Linked DNA regions of Sus scrofa: region 2 is linked to region 1. A link is a contact called in public HiChIP or PLAC-seq data. All regions are on one chromosome and are shown on one strand. Each heading gives the region's core, a stretch centred on a gene start, on an enhancer-like site or on the middle of the called end of the contact. The rest is flanking DNA. Distances are from core to core; before and after follow the strand shown.

Region 1 (6,973 bases), core at 1,578-4,077:
AAATAAATGCCTAAGTTGTGTGACCACTACAAATAAGCTGTGATGTAGCTGAGTACTAAATGGAACTTCTAATGGTAACCCATTATAGGCTTTATTCAAAGACAATGAAAAAATAAGAGCCAACTCAGAAATACTCCCTCATTTGCTAAGATTATAATTAGATGGAAAATTTGGTTGACATTTGTTTTTATAAAACTTGGTCTTTCCTCCTGAGTCATGAATAAATAATGCCATCCTTTTCCCTCAAGTGTGTTGCCTTCAAGAAAACTTCTCTCCCCCACACACTTTTTTTTTTTTTTTAATCTTTAGCGAAGGCACTGTCATTTAAGTGCCAGCTTTGTTAGAAAGTCCAGTTTGTTAAATAGTCAAGGTGGCATTGTCCTAAATAAAGAGGTCTTGTGAAGCGGTGAACCCATCGAAGGGATCCATAGCACACTTGGAAAATGACCACTAAAGCGAAATATTCAAGAGCCTGCCTTCCTACACCCCCAGCTCACATCTACCTCAGAAGAAGTATAATGAACATCTATCTACCCCTGGAAGACCAACAAAAGAATTGGGGATTTGGGATGGGGTGTGGAATCAGAAAGTGGCAATGGATAACCAAGGGGAGTCCAAAGGGGGGAAAAAAAAAAAAAAAAGAAAAGAAAAAGGATGAAAAGAAAGAGTAGCTGAATTCAACCCTTTAACAGAATATCTTTATAGATCCAGAAAGAGATGTGAATTACAATAGACTAGGAGGATTGCCTCTGTAGGGGACAAATATCATTCAGTGTCTATGAAGAGGAATTATCAAAAGTGAGGGATTCAGAGAGCAAAGATCATGATTAGTCCTTTCTTTGGACACATGGCACCAGTTCCTTTCATTGCTACTTAGCTGGTTTTTCTCAGTGAAGAGTTTCCTAGCAATATGAATATCAATTATAAGTGTCATAAAATGGTAATCAGCATTTTTCTTCCATTATATCCTAGTCTTAAGTGGAAAGAGGATTAAAATTCTGTCACAAGATACATTTATTTTTGGAGATCCGTCAAGCCAGCCAGGCAACCATCCATCCACCCACTGATCCATTTTGCCTCTGGTGGCAGTAAAGGAGCTTTGATACATCATTCAGTTGCATCAATAAGACTTTTCATCTCTACATTCATTTTCTTTTGAAAATATTATTCATGGGTAACAAGCATTGTGGAAACAAATTAATAGCATATGATAGAAAATTAATGAACAAAAGAGCCAGTCTCCAAAAAATGAAGCAAGTTTGTTCATGTATCTCTGTATACTGCAGTCAATTCCTATCAGAACCAAAGTCAGGAGTTCCCGTTGTGGTGCAGCGGAAATAAATGCGACTAGCATCCATGAGGATGCAGGTTTGATTCCTGGCCTCAATCCATGGGTTAAGGATCCAGCATTGCTGTGGGCTGTGGTGTAGGTTGCAGACACAGCTTGATCCCATGTTGCTGTAGCTGTGGCATAGGCTGGCAGCAAAGGCTCCAATTTGACCTCTAGCCTGGGAACTTCCACAGGCTATGGGTGCAGCCCTAAAAAGCCAAAAAAAAAACCCAAAATCTACCCTCTTAATGGCAATGCTCACATGAACAACTGGGGAAACCTTCTGGAAGAAAATATGCTTAAGAGAAAAGGATATTATTCATGATCTGGGAGAAAGAATGAAATGAGCAGCTTTAGAAAAGCAGAGATAACACCCATATATTTTTCCTTCTAACTTGAAAGAATTGCTATCATCTTAGCAAATGGTGAGCAAAGGCCATTTGCCATCTTTGGTCATTTCCAGTAATATTTATCCATTATAAGTTGCAATCATGGCAAAAGCCAACAGCATAATTATCAAAGTTCAACCTAGACAGTACTCAACTTCTAATTTTGCAATGAAATCTTCATTAAGGAAAAAAGCAAAACAAAACAAAAAAAAAAACACTGTTCTTTCAGATTATCAGATCATTAAAAAAAAAAAAAAAAATACCATGGTTCCAAGAATACCAAAATCTGAGTATGACTCAACACGCAGGTGGGTTTTAAAGACACCTTTCTCTAATTTTACTTTTAAGGAGGTTATGTTATAGTATTACATTATGGAAATCTATAACGGGGCCGCAGGACTTCCATCAGAATTTGGCTTTGCCTCACAGAATTTCTCTAACTTGAGAAAATGAGATTAATGACCTAAGAATTTCAAGGTGACTACAGAGGTTTTCAGTGTTACTCTACTGACTGAGCTTCAAAGATGTCACTGAGTATCCTTTAGAAGTCTTGTTATTCTCTTTCCATACCATTTAAGGACTTCGAAAGTGACTGACTCATCTAAATTCTATGATTTAAAATATTACTTGCCTTAGGTTTGAAGCCCAGAACTCGGTTGAGCTTTATAATGACACAGGGTTTGCCATCTTTGTAGCCATAGGTTTCATCATTTAATCCAGAGCAGTTTCCCAACCATTCGAGCCTGAACCTGCACACTTTTCGCTCTCCTCGTTCGTTGTTATATTCTCCTCGTTCTTTGAGTTCGCTGGGCACATCTGAAAAGGCAAACACCATTTTCCCTTGTACCAACAATTCCCTGAGAAAGACAGGACTCTGTTCCTTGTCACCATGACCTATTCTAAGACAGGGCTACTCTGTACTTAATGTATCATCTGAATTAGAAAGGATTTCCAGCAGCCATCACTCATCTCTTCACTGACCTTAAAAGGTATTTTACCAAAAGCAATAGCTAGTACCTGACCCCACACCAAAGCTTCATAGTGCTTGACAAGCAGCACATGATGTTTGGTCTCTGCCAGTATTTCTCTTCCTTTAAATAATGGATGACTCCGCTGTTTAGAAGACCGAAAGGAAATTGGATCGCTCTTCATGAGTAGCATCATTTACACAGGTCAACGTCAGCTTAGCTCAATAACAGGAACGTTATAATTAGAACACACACTAAAAAGATTGCCAATTTTCAGAACTGGAAGCTTCTTGGTCAGGATTTTGTGGAGCTATGCCCCTAACTGACAGGTTAAACAGTAAAAAGGGAATAAGAAAGAATTATTTTTTTCCTTTTCAACCACAATTCATGGTTAAAACAATTTTTTTTTGAGTTTTTTTTCTTTTAACACGGAGTTCTTATAAGCCTTTGTTCAATGGAGAAATTTTATTGTTGCATTCTTTATTTCAGAGCCAAGGAAAGGATAAATGCAAATCGAATTCAAGGTTAAAACAAAGCATCCTGCAGATTGATGGAAATACCATAAATTTTATATCTATGTATGTATATATGTGTGTATATATATATTTTAATTTCTATAAAATAAGATGAAAATCTCATTTAAATTCTAATGAGAAAAATTTAGTGAAAATCTTTCTTTCAAAATGACTTAAAAGGGCAATTTACCCCCCATTACACAAAAATCTGCCATTTAACAATTGTATTTGAACTGAATCAGAAAAACTGATAATCACTTGGTAACTTGTGGAATCTTGTTTTGGTAGGGATGCCAACAGGCTGGGAAATTCATACTCCAGGTGGCAAGCGGGAGGATGTGCATTCATGTCAATGGCTTAATGAAACTAAGAACTACTCTCTACACTCATCAGTCACTTCCCTCATCCAAATGCTCAGATATTTCATTATCTACCCCAGCCAGGGTCTCTAAAATATACCCTGACCATAAACACTCCTTCATCGATATCAGTGTGGTTACAACTAATCAGGCCAAAGGGTCATTTCAGTAAGAGAAGTCCCTGTGAACTCTTCTGTAGGGACTAGTGGTTGGGGGAGGGATGGTTCAGAAATCTGGACAATACAATATAAGCAACTGTACTTCTCAAAACCGGTGGATCTAACTATGGTCTTTGAGGAGTAGAACCAGAGATATCTGGGAATGTTCAAAAGTAAGACCCCTTTCAAATGCAAATAACAGTAATACTTGAGGCTATACTGTTTGTTTCACTGTATACAAGCCCAACCCAAAAAGTCTTCCTGTTTTTTTTTGTTTTTTTTTTAAAAAAAGGACCCTCTCAATATGGCCAGAGTTCCATCTTTTACTTATTTCAGGCATATCTTTCAATCATTAAATACCAAATAGAAACAGGAAATAAGAATAAACCAACCACAAACATCTAAAATATGTCTACTTACTGCCACAATCTTCAAAAATCATATCATCCTTCTGCGCCAAATCTTTGTACTTCTCCAGGAACCTCACTATGCTTACCACATAGGATTCATAGCTTTGGGGATCATTAGGACGAAAAGAAATTTCAGTCTTTTGGCTCTGAGGAATCTGTGTTAATCCTAGACCAGGGAGAAAGTGAGAAAAACACAGGGAAAATCATTAGTGAGAAGGCAGTCAACCAAGATAATTCAAAAGCAGACTTTCCACACATAAAATGTATTTGGTAATTCCATTTCACTGAAAAGAATAAGGAGACAGTTTGGGGGGTGGGGGGATGTGCTTGGGCTGTGGGATGGAAATCCTGTGAAATCAGATTATGATCATTATACAACTACAGATGTCATAAATTCATTTGAGTAATAAAAAAATATAAAAAAAAGAATAGGTCAAATTCTTATCTCTCTTGTGAAATCCCTTCTCTGGCATTTAGGTTAAGTACGTTAAGTACCAATGACTATGCCTTATTATCATACATCATTTAATTTTCCCAGCAACACTTCATGATAGGCATATCTCTATTTTATGAATGAAAACACTTGCTGCATGGAAAGGTTAAGTACCTGGCCCAAGGTCACAAAGGAAGTGGTGGAACCAGAATTCCAACCCAAGCATGATGTACTTCAAAGCCTGTTATCTTTCTTCCTGTGTGCCCAAGTTAAAAAACAATGCATTGTTAGCCAGCATCTGGAGCAGGTGGCCTTCCCTTCCCTAACTGCACATAAGACTGAAGGTCTTCTTCCATAATCCTTTTAATCAACTGATTTATGACTATACAAACTTTACAACTCAAGCCTACTCAATAGAGACATTTCTCTGGATCTTTTAGCCTAAACTGGAGGACCATGGAATTTATGTGTAGTCACCACTCCTGCTTTCCATTCAAAACCTAGGTGGTTATTCTCAGCAAAAAACCAAAGTATGAGTACCTGGGATTTCTGCTCTTTAACTGACTTTTTAGATTCTTTAATTTCCAAAAAATTCTGCCATTTGCAGGACTGCCTAACAGATATCTGAACAACACTTCACAGCACCATCCAAGACGGTGGGTGGAGATTCCATCACGACGGCATCCTATTCTAGGACTGCCACATAAAATACAAGATGCAGGGTTAAATTTGAATTTTAGATAAACCATGAATAATTTTTTATATAAGTACGTCTCATATAATATTTGGGGCAAACTTACATTAAAAAGTTACTGGCATCCTGTATTTTTATTTGCAAATCTGGCAACCCTATTTGAATCCCCACTCCCAGACCTGCCCTCTTTGTATTGGGGACAAAAGGTGCCTCATCATCACAGCTCTTCAGGGTACCCACATCACTCCCACCTAGGGACTTGTTAAACAAGCAGCCTCCCAAGCTCCATCTGGGATCTGCTAAGTCACAACCTCCAAGGGTGGGACTTGAGAATCTCTGCTTAACAAATACAAGAGATCCTTAAGCACTCTTGGTTTGAGAACCACTGCTTAAGAGAACCAGAACCTGAGTGTGGCAATCCTGATGCAAGTATAAAAATAGTGTCCGAGTTAAAGTGGAAGGGATGATTAGGGTGTGGTAGGCATTTAGCAGCACCATTAGTGAGGCTTGAAAACAGGCTTCAGGAGGGGCTGTGCTAAATGGCCATTTTTTTTTTTTTCTTCTCATCATTAAGGATGGCCTTGAGCTTCTAAAGCAGGTATAATGAGAGAAGCCCAGCTCAGGGCTGAATGGGCAAGTTCTTCCATGCTTACTGTTCACAAGAAAAATGGAAAGGATGGCGATGAAGACCAGGAATGGGAGGGTCTGGAGCTAGGCTGAGTGGGTGCCTGAGACAAACTACGAGTGACATTAGGAATCATCTCAGGGAGTTCCCTCTGTGGCTCAGCAGGTTACAAACCTGACTAGTATCCATGAGGATTCAGGTTCAATCCCTGACCTTGCTCAGTACTTTAAGGATCTGGTGTTGCTGTGAGCTATGGTGGAAACCGAAGACGTGGCTCAGATCCCACATTTCATGGCTGTGGCGCAGGCCAGCATCTGCAGGTCCCATCGACCCTTAGTCTGTGAACTTCCACTGCCATGGTGGTGGCCCTAAAAGGAAAAAAAAAAAAAAAAAAAAGAATCGCCTCAGAAAGGATGATGTAGAACCTAAGGAATTCAAGAGAAAAAGCTGTCAACAGTGATGGAAGTGAGTCAAAGGGGAAGAAGCAGAAAAAAAAAATCTTCAGTTAAAAATAAAAAAAGTTTATTATAATTTAAAATTTTTTAAGCAGTTCCTGCTGTGGCACAGTGGGTTATGTATCCAATTACAGCAGCTCAGGTTGCTGCAGAGGTTTGGGTTCAATTCCCGGGCTGGAGTAGTGGGTTAAAGGATCCAGCATTGCCACAATGCTGTGACTCAGATTCAACCCTGGCCTGGGAACTTCCACATGCCCCAGGCCATTAAAAAAAAAAAAAAAATTTAAAGATGCTCACAATCCACAGAAAATTCTATGACTTAAGCCATTTAAATATACCCTAAATAATGCTTTTCTACATTAAGTTAGAAAATTGGCATCATGAGCATTTATGGTACAAGGAAGCCACATAATGAAGATGACAGATACATGCAAACATAAATAAAGTAAAATAAACAGGGGTGAGTAGAAGCTTCCTTTGGGATTTCCTGCCTGAGCTAGAATGGTAAATAGGGCTGCCACAATGAAATACAGAAAGTCTGGGAGGGAGGCCCATTGCTGGTTTGAACTGTAAACAAGATACTTAAGTCAAGGTGACTTGCCTGGACCCAGACCCCAGGGAAATGCAGAGGTAGGCC
Region 2 (6,915 bases), core at 1,440-3,939, 450 kb after region 1:
GGCAAAGTGGTCAATGACTCCCCAAGATTTGCCTACGGATCTGTCTGGCTCCAGAGCCAATGCCTCCCCAGGGGGTAAACATGAGGGAAAGGCAGGAAAACTCAGGGAGGAAAGCCTAAAAGCACAGCACCTATAGTTATAGTGACTGCAGCAGTGGGAGCAAAACCGGGTCCTGCAAAGGTGGGATCCACAAGCCTTAATTTCCGTCTTGTAAATGTTGCTTTTAAATCTCTCTATGAACTTCTATTTTGTTTTGCAATGAAACCACTATTGCCCTTTAATTATAGTATTTCTATTGGGTAAATTTCATTCTCTGCTTGGCAGAGAAATTAGCTATGCTCTCTGGAGGCACCATAACCCATAAACCCATAAATCAGAGCCCGGCTCTGGTGAATCAGTTTGGGATGTCGGACAGGGAGGCAACACCTATAGCTCATCCATCGATCTTCCTTTCATCCCATGCTCCCTTCTCCTCACTGAGTCTTTAAGACAACTTGGCTTGGCTTTCATCAGGAACCTGATCCCCTGTTTGCTCTCCCTATAAGGTCATGTCTTCTTAGCTTGGTCACAGCTTGTGGAAATGTCAGATCCTTAACCCCCTGAGCAAACCAGGGATCAAACCCACATCCCCACAGAGAAAATGTCAGATCCTTAACCCACCGAGCCACAGAGGAACTCCATCATTTCGTTTTAAATTGTTTTCAGGAATCCTGTGCATGCTGTTTGGCCAAACGTGTGTGTTTTTGCAAGTTCCTATGAAGTAAACATGGCCTCAATTCAGAAATAAATCTCATCTTGGAGAGTGATATGGGTGATCCTTAGGCAGGCTGAAGAGGAAAAATTGAGGGAAGGGAAAATTTCCCAGAGGCCCTCAATCAGAAATTCATCATCTATTTCATCATAGTCATTCTCTTCTGTATGCTCTGTATAGTATGTTCTTATATCAAGAATAGGTGAGGTATTTGTGACATTTATGACAACTAGAAGCTGTAGAGACAGGGACTAAAGAAAGAGAGGTTGTGGGAAGCAAAAAGTCTCATTTTCTTAAATGCTTCAGCTGAATTTGTTGAATGGTTTGGCTCCTCCTATAGGATAGCATGTGACATTAGGAGCACACACTTGGAAGGTACCATTCTGTTAACATTCTGGTCCTTCATTTTCCCAGCATTATGCACTATCATGTAAGAGCACACAGTCATGGGCCTTCCTATACCAGAAACTTATTCCTGGCCTTCCTTAACCCTTGCAAATAAACTGGAATATCTGGAAGTACTTTTTTTTTTCAAACTCAAAAAATGAACTACATCAAACCCAAGTGGGAAATTGAACTGAAAAACGTCCAATGTCTCCTTCCCACTCTGAAATACCATTCATTGTCCTTCCTGCAAGACTACAAGCCATTCATGTAAGTTGGCACTAACCTTATCTCACATATGACCTATAAAAACTTTAGCCCTCTTTGATTAGATAGAAAAAGAACTGCTGAATCTGGGACATAGGATAAAAGATGCGTTTGTCACTCTGGAAACAGTCAGACCACCCAGAATAGTGATTCTCACCTGTTTATTCTAGGAAAAATGTCAGCAAAGTGCGTGTCTGTTGGGGCGGCGGCGGGGGGAGGTGGCTGGTAGGCATATCAGATGGAAAGAGCAGGGGGGAGAAAGAGAGAGAAGATAAAATTCTTCATTTTATGTTGTATTATATTGCACTTACAGAAAATACGAGCAACACAGAGCTGAATTTCATATTCCAGAACCCTCATTCATTACAGTCAGACAAACTGGTAGTAATTGGGCAGCTGGCAATTATACTATAGCACCATCTAGCTCTCACTACCAGAGCCTGACATCCTAAATCCAAGCCTGGCTGAGAACTTTAGGGCTAGTTACTTGATGATGAAAGCAAGCAAAATCCCAAAGCAAGTTTATGTTTAATAGTAACATATTAAATTATTTTTTTCTCTATTCCAAACTAGTTTTCCACTGAAAATATCAAGACTTAGATTTTACCTGCTGCACATAATTTAAATGTTACCCTGGTTTGTTTGTGCTCATCAAAATTCCACAGAGTTTGCCTTGATTACCCACTATCTTCTTTGGAAAGCTATCAGTAAGGCAGTATCACAGACATAGAGCTAAAGTCAACAGATTACTGATTTTGCAAATTCCCAGGACATTAGCAAAAATTTCTAGTGGGAAAAATTGATAACATTTTATTTTAATTCACTTATATTGAAAATTATTTACTAAAGTAACCAATTGTGGTGAATTGTGCCTGCTCACCATCACTAGAGGTGGCTAGTGAGGAGGGAGGACACTAAATGTCAAAGGGACCAGAATTGGATTTCTTCCCTCTAATAAACAGTGTCATGGTGGAAACAGCATGGCCTTTGACTTTACAGACTAGGATTCGAATATTCAAACAGGCTCTTTCTAGATGTTTGAGGAGATTGACCTCCCTGAGCTATTCAGGGTTATTGCAAAAAACAGTGGCGATAACATCTATAGAATATCTAAAACTCTTTTTTGGAAAGTAGTTCTTTAGAATTCTATGTAAATACTGCTAAAACATCAAAGAGGAACATAACGGTGTGCTGGCATCTTTATGAACGTCATTAGACAGTACATATTTAGATCCTTGGTAATCTGGTGGTGATTTGCGTTGGTGATTTAAAAGGGTCTAAAGGTTCTCTATCACATTACCTTTCTTCTGCGTCAGCCGGCTTCCAAAAATAGGGACAGTGCATCCTCTAGCAGGAATAGATGTCTGAAATAGCTGTTAAGCTGTTTGATTGTCAAAGTTATAAGTATGAGGTAAATTAACCTGAAATAGAGGTAATAGTAGAGAAGAATCAAAATGTGTGACTTTATTCAGCGATGGAGACTGTGCTTGTGTACAGGATTCCTTCTGGCTTTCGGGGGGACAATTCTCTAGGGAAATAAGCAACAGACCCGCTGCATCTAGAAGCCCAAGTTTCCCACTCAGACTTTCCATTTACTAACTGTGTGGATAGAAACAAATCTACCCTCTCAGAGGCTTAATTATCTTGTCTGTGAAACAGAGATTATATTTTTACTACCTCTCAAGGCTTGTTGTAAAAACAAGAGATAATATAGCTGACAGTCCTTTGCAAATCATAAAGTTTCAGGCAAATGTTGTTCCTCTTCTCAGTGATCAATTCACTCCTATGCAGCGATGGCTGAAGCCAAAACCCAGCAGCTTCTCTGAGCCTGTCTCTCATCCAATTGCCCACTTCCTCTATCCATCAGCAAGTCCATTCACCTCTACTCCCTAAAGCACCCTGCATCTTCTTTCCATCTCTGCTGGTATCCCATCCCCATGAGAGGCACTATATCTCTTATCCCAGCTACCCAAGAGCCTCCTTTCTGAGTCCCTGTTCACACACTGACCTCACTAAGAATCATTCCCAAAAAAAGACCTTTAAAAAGGTCAGAGTGACCTTTTTAAACATAAATCAAGAGGCTACCAAACATTACATACCTCTTTATGGAAGTATTTGATGACCTTATCATATATTTTTTTTTCTTTTTAGTCCACACCTACAGCACATGGAAGTTCCTAGGCCAGGGGTGGAATCAGAGCTGCAGCTGCCGGCCTCCACCACAGTCACAGCAATGCCAGATCCTAGCCCCATCTGTGACCTACACCACAGCTCACAGCAACACCAGATCTTTAACCCACTGGGTAAGGGGAGACCAGGGATCAAACCTACATCCTCACAGACACTATGTCAGGTTCTTAACCCACTGAGCCACAACGGGAACTCCTTGTGAAATATTCTTGATAAATAAACCTGAACATGCTCAGCTCTGCCCACTTCTCCATTGGTACCCAATTCCTCAATACCCCCACCTACTGAGCTCCAGACTCCCTGGCCTTAACCAAGGGAACTCCTCATTGACTCATTTTAACTCCTGTTAACACTCTAACTATTTTCAATTGTTTATCATTCTGTCTCTTCCCAGTAGAATATAAGCTTTATAAGGGGGGGGGGATTTTCTATTGTTTCTCTTTTTTTCCACTGTATCTCAAGCTCCTTGAATAATGGCTTTCACATAAGAGCTTTCGATAAATATTTGTTAAATAAATGAATTCATTAGTCTGATGAGTCTAATTCTGCTCTGCCACTAACTAGGAGTGTGACCTTGGGAAAGAAAGTCACTTAACCTCTTCAGAGCTCTTTTTTTTTTTTAAACATGTAGTTTGGGGATCATAATTGTATCTACCTACATGTGCATTGTGACAATTCAATGAGATAAGATGTGAAGTATTTGGTACATTTTCAGTCATATAACAAGTGATAAATATTATTGCTATCATTGTTTAAGGATGACATCATCAGAAGCCGCTTTGGGTTTGTTTCAGAATAGACTGCAAGCTAAGGGGAAAAGAAAACAAAAGAGGGAAAAAATGAAAAATAAATAGCAGAAACATTTCCAGGGGTAGGAATTAGGGAATTATTGGTAACTCTGGGCCCAGCTGCCCTGGATTTAACTTTGCACTTCCTGGTCTGTGACGAAACCTCTCAGCTCTCCCACTCCTCGTTCGAAAATCTTTCCTCACTGACAAGCCTCCTTTCCAGGAGTAGGAATCAGATCTTCACCAACAAATCTTCTCATTCCCAAATGCCTTCTGCATTTTGCCCAAACTTCTTTTCATGCCATGACTCCAGGACCTGGATCCCTAAATGTCAAAGACATATATCAAACCAACAATTCATTCAGGTATGTACACCTTAGTTCTTTAGAAATCAGGCTAGGTAAAGTTGTTGTTCTTCCTTGTTAATGTCTTTACATGCTAGAAACAAGAGAAGAAAGGAAGGGAGAAAGGAAGTTTAGAAGATGCTGATTGAGGATAGAGCCTGCTTTATGTGTAAGGGTGTTTTGGGGGTTTTTTTTTGCAATCTTTCATACAATTTTATTTTTCCCCTTAATCATTATAATATGATACCCAAATTTTGTCATAACTGGAGTGTCTGTAAAAACAGGTTTATCCAGCACACCTACAGGAACAGTGAATTCTGCTTCTTGAAATGATCGCACTATGAACACTCTGGTCATCCAACCCCAGTTGTCCCCTTGCCTGGATTTATCTTCACCATATTGTGTGTTCACATCATTGAATTTCATTCCAGACTTTAAATTTTCCATGGCTTCCAAGAGTTATCCACATTTTTACACAGATGTGGTTGTTCAGGTATGTGTATGCGTGTGTACCAGAGACAGAGAGAGAGAGAGAAATGACAAGGGAAAACACTTGCATGGGCAGTGGTTGTAACTGGAGAGGACACCTGTGCCATCTCTTGCTTTAAGGACTACATCAGGGGCTCAAATCTTCCTCCATCTGTTCAGAATGAGGTTGGAACCCAAAGCAGCAGACTGTGGGGAAACAGCAGCTCTACACCACCGTTGGGATGGGGCAGACACAGGACTAGCTAAATTTGTCCATTCCTTGGCTGAAGCATTGGCCTCAGTTAGGTGTATACACAGCACAGGGCTGGGAAAGGGGGTGGCAGGGAGGGTTTGGCCAACTGAAAGGCATTCAAGTGACTAACGTGGGAACAGAGACTATCTCTGCCATGCTGAATGATCTACTTTGACCCTCATTATTTGAAGGTCCCAAATAGGAGATGGGACTGTCCGTCTTTCCCAAAACTGGAGGATTGAGAGAGTAGACACACAGCCCCATTATAACAGAGCTTCAAAGCAATTCAAAGAAACGATGGTTCTTGCTGCTAAGCACTGATAAATAGCAGGTCAGGTGAACAGACTTACCTGAACCTAGAGAATAGGCAGTTGTGAGAAGAGGTGGGTCTTGGTCATTAGCATGCAAGTAGCTGCAACAAACTGCCCTGGCACAGGCTTCAGGAACATTGAGCGCCACCTGGGTGGGGCCGGGGGGTGGGGGGGGAGTTCACAGGTCACTCCCCATGGAGAACACAGGAGATGCAGGACATGGCTAAGAACAGTCTCAGTTTCCTCCACTGTGGATCTCACATTAAAACCCAGACAGACTACAAACACATTTTGAGTGTTTTTTTCCTGACAGGGAGGGGTTGGGTCAGCTTCTTTGCCTCCCACTTGCCAAACATTTGTCCAACAGAGTCTCCTGCTTGCTTTCTCTGACAGAGCAGTATGCTAGATACACAGGAAAGGGGCACCCAGGAAAGAGGAGGCACAAGGACCTAACAAAATCTTGTTACCACCTTCAGATGACTGGAAAGTAAATGTCCTTAGGGAACAGTACACAATGCTCCAGATATCATACTTTTCAAAACTGAAAATAGCAAGGGCCAGGGAGTTCCCTATGTGGCGCAGCAGTTTACAAACCAGACAAGGATCCATTAGAATGTGGGTTCTATCCCTGGCCTCACTCATTGGGTTAAGGATCCAGTGTTGCCATGAGCTGTGGTGCAGGTCGAAGATGCTCAAATCCCACATTGCTGCAGCTGCAGGGTAGGCCAGCAGCTGTAGCTCTGATTCAATCACTAGCCTGGGAACTTCCATATGAAAAACAAGTAAGAAAGAAAATAATAAGGCCCAGAAGAACATCCTGTTGTTGTAGCACTCTGAGGTTGCAAAGTAATTTTAAGCATCAGAGCCCAAACCATATAGCCGGCTTCTCCTGGCTCCATTCTAGCTCCCACAAACAGAAAACAGCAGTTATCTCCAATGTACCTGAACAAAAAGGTAGGGAAAATAAGACAAAGAGAAGAAGCTTAGAAGCCCTGAGGCCCTCCTCTGCCAGGACAGGAGTCCCACCAACCAATCTGTAGGTGCCCGTCCCATTTCTGTTTAAACACACCTGGTGATGGGAGTTTGCCTCAGGAAGCCCACTGGAATATTGGCAGCAATCCTGATAGAATGATTTCTCATACTGTGCCAACATCTGTCC

The links. HiChIP or PLAC-seq counts read pairs in DNA pulled down with a chosen protein or histone mark.
Region 2: a contact with region 1 is called in an H3K27ac HiChIP or PLAC-seq map of skeletal muscle. The contact joins two enhancer-like sites. A contact is called at or near these places in 2 of 47 Hi-C or Micro-C datasets (both in skeletal muscle) and 1 of 2 datasets of contacts at active chromatin or transcription factors (skeletal muscle).

What each region holds. Positions count from the first base shown.
Region 1 is chr4:81,914,639-81,921,611 of Sscrofa11.1, forward strand. It overlaps ATP1B1 (ATPase, Na+/K+ transporting, beta 1 polypeptide), which reads right to left. Exons shown (of 6, transcript NM_001001542.1): 3 at 4,140-4,295; 4 at 2,351-2,535. Among named protein-coding and RNA genes, the nearest start is that of ATP1B1, 19 kb to the right of the region's middle. Within about 2 kb of position 2,828, at least 1 of the 83 cell types and tissues checked has an H3K27ac peak or open chromatin away from gene starts, as enhancers often do. A contact at or near this core is called in skeletal muscle, where this site is marked.
Region 2 is chr4:82,360,497-82,367,411 of Sscrofa11.1, forward strand. LOC106510102 reads right to left here. Exons shown (of 9, transcript XR_002343354.1): 2 at 2,703-2,823; 3 at 1,560-1,624. Among named protein-coding and RNA genes, the nearest start is that of XCL1, 72 kb to the right of the region's middle. Within about 2 kb of position 2,690, at least 2 of the 83 cell types and tissues checked have an H3K27ac peak or open chromatin away from gene starts, as enhancers often do. A contact at or near this core is called in skeletal muscle, where this site is marked.